Linked DNA regions of Mus musculus: region 2 is linked to region 1. The links are chromatin contacts, called in public HiChIP or PLAC-seq maps. All regions are on one chromosome and are shown on one strand. The core of a region is the stretch at or near the end of the contact, and the rest is flanking DNA. Distances in the headings are between cores, read along the strand shown.

The links. HiChIP or PLAC-seq counts read pairs in DNA pulled down with a chosen protein or histone mark.
Region 2: an H3K4me3 HiChIP or PLAC-seq map of embryonic forebrain shows a contact between it and region 1, with 7 times the contacts expected there. The contact joins the promoter of Rb1 here to the promoter of Xpo7 in region 1. A contact is called at or near these places in 3 of 39 promoter capture datasets (the 3T3-L1 cell line and hippocampal neurons) and 1 of 115 datasets of contacts at active chromatin or transcription factors (embryonic forebrain).

The regions. Positions count from the first base shown.
Region 1 is chr14:70,706,411-70,709,784 of GRCm38.p6, forward strand. It overlaps Xpo7 (exportin 7), which reads right to left and starts at 1,625. Exons shown (of 28, transcript NM_001359888.1): 1 at 1,541-1,625; 2 at 877-1,023. The coding sequence starts at 1,561.
Region 2 is chr14:73,324,123-73,327,396 of GRCm38.p6, forward strand. It overlaps Rb1 (RB transcriptional corepressor 1), which reads right to left and starts at 1,700. Exons shown (of 27, transcript NM_009029.3): 1 at 1,401-1,700. The coding sequence starts at 1,519.

The DNA.
Region 1 (3,374 bases), core at 375-2,874:
TCTACAAAGTGAGTTCTAGGACAGTCAGGGTTACACACAGAAACCCTGCCTTGGGAAAAAGAAAAAAATCAAAAATAAATAAATACATAAATACATAAAGTAAAACAAAAAAACAAAAAACAAAAAAAAAAAACCGGGCTGAATTTAAGTGTATGTTATTTCACTAAGGGAGGTGCTGATCCCTCTGACACGAGAGTTACAGATGTTTGCATGCTACCTGACACGGGGGCTGGAAACCAAACTCCGGGTCCTTTGCAAGTGTAGTTTGTGCTCTTAACCACTGATCCATCATCTCCTCAGCCTCAGTTGGAAGAGATTCTAATTCTAAAACCTAAACTTCCCAGCCTGACATGGTCACACTAAATCTTAGTTCGCACGGGAGGCCCAGGCATCAGAGGTTCAAGGTCATCCTGAGATACATAGTAAACTTGAGACAACCCTGTACTATGTGAGACTCTGCCTCAAAAACTAACAAAAGAAAACACTTTAATTTCCTTTCATTTCACTGTCATGGTCATGTTTCCTTAGCTCTGTTAGGTAACTAGTAAGCAGAACTGAGGAAAAAAACAATAGGAGACAATCAAGTTTATAAAACAAGGACTTATAGACCCCCTTGCCCCTATAAAGGACAGGAGGTGGCACTGAAGCGTAAGAATAGAGAATGCATTCTAGGAGCCTGGTGCAGAACAGAAGTGTGTGGGAGCTTACTGAGCTTGCTTACTGAGGAGGCCATCGTTAACCTGGCTATGACAGTGCTCAAGAGTGAAGTACATCGGATACCTCAAGACTCAGCAATGGCTACCCCACTGTCCCTAAAGTTAGAAGCAGGGCATTTTTCTTAATTCTGCTACCCTTTAGGACTTAACTCTTACGTACACTTCCTCTCTCGAGGAGCAGCTGGCACTTGCTCAGGCAATCAGGGCTGTTGGTGAATTCAACCAAGGCTTTCTCTGCCTGCAGTCGAGTGGTTGTATCTGTTGTTTCATACAACTGTTTGCACAGATTCTCTAGTTGGGCCAGGCTCTGGAAAAGATCAGTAAGAAAAAGGTCAGTCTAGGCAACTACCTATCTAATGTACTCTAACTTGAAATTCCTAGACAAAGCCAACCATGCTCAGTGAAGCAAGAACTGCCACTCGCCAGAAGCTCAGTAGCCTTTATTTAATAATCACATGCATCTCTCTTTATTTGAAGCAGAAAACAAAATGACAGAATACTTAAAAAATACCTATACAGTTCTGAGTCATAGTCTTGGGAAATAAATGGTATACTTTCTACTGCAATAAACGCCTCCTAAATTTTTCTAAAAAGGAAAATTTCAAGAAAAATTCAAAACTTATTTTGTCGCTAATTGTAAAAAGCACCACTGGGGAAATGCTGCTAAAACCAAGCACAAAAACCACAATTTAAATGCAACATAGATATTTACTTGGTTGTAACTACTTTCCTTTTGGGTAACAGTTGCTAGCTTGCAGTCACCTATATGGATAGACACTGCCTCTGAAAAGCATCTAGAGAACACTGGGGAATATAGTACACACCTTTCTCCCTGAGTCCCGCATGTCTCAAGTGCAGCACACACTCTTCTGATGTGTTTAAATTCTTGCTTCAGTTCCACATTTAAAGTGAGAGGGTCAAAATAAATTCAACCCTAGCATCTGCTTACTTGGAGATAAGGCAAGGGAAACACCCCCAAACAAACCCAACTCTCCAAATCTTGAACGTGTTCCAGAGAGGCAGGCAGAGTATGGGTGTGTGCTTTGGTTACAACCCCAAAGGGATGCAAACAAATCTACTTCTAGTCAACATGTGTTCAATGCAAAGGCAAAAAGAACCAGTTACATTTATACTTAATCCACACATCTGTTAGTCTTTAAGGAATGGTTTGGAGTTTAAGAACTTTCAACAGTAGAAAGCAAGGCTTAGGTTCAGTAGTTTCAGGGATCTTGTTTTTAGAAGTGACCATTCTGACAAGAATTAAAATATTGATAATGAAACAAGCTGTGGAAATTGCTTGCAGTGTATTACATGCCTGCCTAAAGATTTTTATGCAGTTATGACTTCCAGAAGGCAGGAAAGCCCTTAGGGCAGAATTCCTATTTTATTAAACATGATTAATAAATTCCTACCATTAAGTAAAAGGCGACAAAGATAGATACTTTGCATCCGTCAGCATCACTCCAGAAAACCCTCAAAATGTAAAACACTGTCTATCATTCTCAAAAAAGAATAAGGAAAACTGTCTCGGGACTACAGCGAGGCTCACGTGTTTCTCCTGACTGCCAGCTACTTCTTAATAGCCTCAGCTTCAGAGCAGAGGAATCTGTAGCTTTTCAAGTCTGAAGTTCTGTGAGAACGACCTGATTCACCCACTTCATATGGCTTACAAACATGGAATTAGAAGAGAAATCTAACTGTATGTAACTCACAAAAATGTATCCAGGAACTCCCTATGTACACTATGTTGGCCTTGAATTTATAGAGACCCACCTGCCCAAACACTTGGGAAGCAGAGGCAGGTGGATCTCTGTAAATTCAAGGTCAGCATAGTGTACACAGGGAGTTCCTGGATAGATATGTTTTTGTGGGATATATACAGTCAGATGAGTAAGACTGGTAATGTATTCTCAGCTCAGGAAACAAGACTGTTTCAAAACAGCAAAATAAACCGAACCTTACACAGCCTGACCTGATGATACTGTTATTCTCTTCTCTCTGTCTCTCCCCCACCACCCCCACAGTTACCAGATAGGAAAGTATATTTTCTGTTTCTAAAACTGTCATGTCTATAGTTCACAAAGCAACTTCTCCCTAGTGCCACTAAAACAAAAGCACATTTACAAATAGAAGGTGATCTTCAAACTAACTAGCAAAGTATTGCTTTAGTACAAGAAACTCAGACCATTAACCCCCAAGATTAGAGCCCAACTGATTTTGCCAGTAGTCACAACGATGTTAAAACCAAACCAAACCAAACCAAAAAAAAAAAAAAAAAAAAAAAAAAAAAAACCCAACATATTCTTGTGTACATACAATTACCTAATAGTCAAATTAGCTCCACTGCTTAAAAAAAATCTCCTTGGGAGATTGATTTCCACACACAGATTAGGATTCTTGCTTTTTTTTGAAGAGATTAATACTTTCCCATTAATTAAATACAACTAGTAAAATAGAAATGGTCATAGCCCATGGATCAGATGAGTAGACGTCTTTCTGAGAGTGTGCTTGCTATCTGAGAGACTTGCTATCTGATCATGTGAAGTGACAGAAGCCACCATGATATTATAAAATGAAGGTGTAGGATACAAGCCCCGAAGGGAAAACCACCAACCAACCAATTACCCAACCAAAACCAGAAAGGCTTCACTAACTTAG
Region 2 (3,274 bases), core at 450-2,949, 2.6 Mb after region 1:
GCCTTGATTGATGCTCAATGAGAAGAAAGGAGCTTGATAGCCCATCAGGGCTACAATCCCAGAACTTGGGAGGCAGAGGCAGTAAAACAGAGAGCTTAAGGCAAGCCTGGGTTACAGAGTCAGAGTAATTAAAAACAACAAAAACACCCCCTCCCAAAAAAACAAAAACAACAACAACAACAAAAACTCGAGAACTTAATGATGGGCTAGAAATTGAAGGACCGTGAGAGACAAAAACAACTCCCATCTACAATGGATCTATACTCTCAAAACTAGTGCTGACAATAACAACAATCATATTGTTTCAATTTCTGTTACTTAATCACACAGTAGCACAGTCAAGAAAAAAAATGTTGAAATACAATAAATATCTCTCTGTTGTTCTTATTGGATCCACATGAACTTAAGTTTAGATTCCACTTAATAAATGGAGAGAAAAGTTCTTTGAGAGAACACAGTACCAAACACAAGACCAAAAAAGAAAAAAGGGAGGGGGAGGCACCAGAATCCGTGAATGCTCAAAGGCAAAAGGCAAGAAATAATGAAGCATGCTGCGGGCCAATCAGCACGCAAGAAGAGTTCTACCCTGAAAAAAAAGGGGAACAAAGTTTAGAAACTTCCAAGCCCTTGCATTTAAATGTCTCCTGAAACTTTTGCCCACATACCAGTTCTTCTAAGAGTTCTGCTCCATCAGTCTCCACAGATGGCTTTAAATCCCCCCGGGCCTCAAAGCATTGTTCTAAAGAAACCCCCACAAAGCCCGGGAGCTGAGGACCCCGTGAGCAATTGACACCCACGACCCTGCGCTTTGCCTACAAGGCTTTTCTTGGCCTCTCCCAGGACCAAGCTGCCGATGCAGCGCAAGCTCAGAGAGGGCAAGGCTCCCAACTGTTGCATCGCAGGACGACTGCAAAAGAGAAAGTCAACCCACCCCGGGGGTGCTTCGGATCTCCACGGAGAAAAAAGGGAGGAAGAAAGAAAACAAACACCGGTCGAGTTTTTTTTTTCTTTTTTTAAATATTTATTTCAATTGTTTTTGCATCTGACCGGGGCTCTCCGGGACCCGCCGGCTCCGCGCCTGGGCGTCGCTGGAGTAGAGCCTGCACCTGTCACTTCGCTCGGGAGCAGGAGCCCCACCCGCCCGACACCTGTCAAGCCGCAGCCCAGACCCCTTCGGGATGCCCTCCCCGTCGCCCGCGAGCCCGGGACCGTGTCAGCGCGCCGCCGCCACCCCCGCAGAGATGGGGGACCAAGGGGACCCCGGAGACCCGGGGCGCCGCTCCTACCGCCAGCCCGGCCCCGCCGAGATGCGCCCGCCCGGCGTCCCCGCCGGGATGCACCCGGCGTCCCCGCTCCCTTCCCTTCCCTTCTCTCCGGCCCGCGGCGGCCGCGCTCCTCACCTGGCCAGGGGCAGCTCTTCGGGGCCGCTGTCCTGCGCGGGGTCGTCCTCCCGAGGCGGCGGCGGCGGCGGTGGCGGGGGCTCGGCGGCCGCGGCTCTGCGCGGGGCTTTGGGCGGCATGACGCGCAGCGCGGGCCGGCGCGAGCAGCCGAGGGAGGCGCGCGGGGAGGCGGGCGGGCGCGCGCGCACGCCGGGCACGCCCCGTCCTCACCCGACTCCCGTTACAAAAATAATGGGAACGTCCCCCGAGGAAAACCGGACGCGCCCGGCAACCGAGCGCCCGGGCCAACCGCGGGAAAACGTCACTTCCGCCCGCGGCGTCACGTCCGCGAGGCTCGCGGGCCGCGGGCGTCAGTGGGGAACCGGGGCGGCGGTGGCGGCGGCGGCGGGCAAGGGCGAGGGCGAGGGCGAGGGCGCGGGCGGGAAGCCGCGGGGAAGCCGCGCCTGCCCGGGCCTGTCTCCGCCCGCGTCGTCCCCGTGGGCGGCGCCAGCCGAGGCGGGGCCGGCCCGCTGCGAGGAGCCGCGGCCTCTGGGAGAACGCTGGACAGGGCGCGCCCCTCGCCCGGCCCGCGCGGCCGGCAAAACAAAAACAAACGTGCCGGGCCAGTGGGAGGTGGGCTCGGCCCGGGTGGGCGGTCCAGGGTGGGGCCATTGGTGGCCTTCTGGAGACAAGGGAAGATGGGCGATGCACGCACAGACTATAGTCTTTTGATGGGGAAACAGGAGGCGCGGTCCGAGCGGGACAGATCTTAGCGGGAAAGTAGCTTTTGAAAACCAGTTTGCCAGGCGGACCCGACTTTGAAAAATCGCTTACAAACGCGTTTGAGACGAAAGCAGAAAACCAGTTGGCCGTGTTCATGCGCACGATCCGGCCTCCTTTCATAATGGTTTCTCCGAGACAGCCGGTCAAACTGGGAAGGTCGGCATTCCACTTTTGCGGGTTGGAAGTGGGGAGTTCGGGGAGCCAATTTGCCCGCGTCACATAGCAGGTCCCTGGCAGAGGACTCGAACCCAAGTAATATTTGTCTGACCATGTCGCCGACGCACAGACACCGGAAAAGAGCATACTTTATACTAGAACTACCTACCGCCACCAAAAGCTGGCTCAGCAATGGTAGCTTTTCTAGTTACGTTTTACCTGTCAGTCAACATAATTTTCTCCCTTTGTCAGTCCTTATTCATACAACTCACTAATTGAAGTGCTGTGAATAAAATACAGTTGTTGTTCTGGTGTAAACTATCTTGGAACAGCTGAGCAAGGACTGAGGAATCGAGAACTTAATTGGGTAGGTTGCAAGCCTGGGCTTATTTTCTGCCTTGATGTCAGATGAGTGAAGGATACATGGGCCTCCTTCAATTTTCAGACTTGCCTAACTTCAGAAGCCTTCTAGAGACCAAATGTTTGTCAGGAGGTAGAGCCCCAGGCCCTGATGCAGCCACGGAGAATGAATGGAATTAAAATAGCACTTGAGTTCACTTTGTCCCAGATTTAGGCAAGAGCTCAGGCTACATACAGTCTAGGTTTGGTGAAGATAAAAGATAGACTGTGGGAGCCTGATCAAATAATATACAGAAATGATACAGTCCTGCCTCATAATTATCAGAGAATGTGACACTTGGCCAATTGATGCCACCTTGGTATTTGTGGCAAGCTACTCTTAAGTTTGAGACAGAATGGCAAAGGAACTTGGGTCCTCAGACGCGTAACAGAGCTGGTGACCGGTCATCTCTGCTGGTACTGACCTCAAATCAGCTGATGGTCAGCTATTTGTGTCAGAAGTCATTGTAACATGTTTCCCCCATAAGCCCCTTTCAACACACAGATCAAAGTTGAGCCTGACCTGGTAGCTCAGGCCCATAATGCTCAGAGCCTAA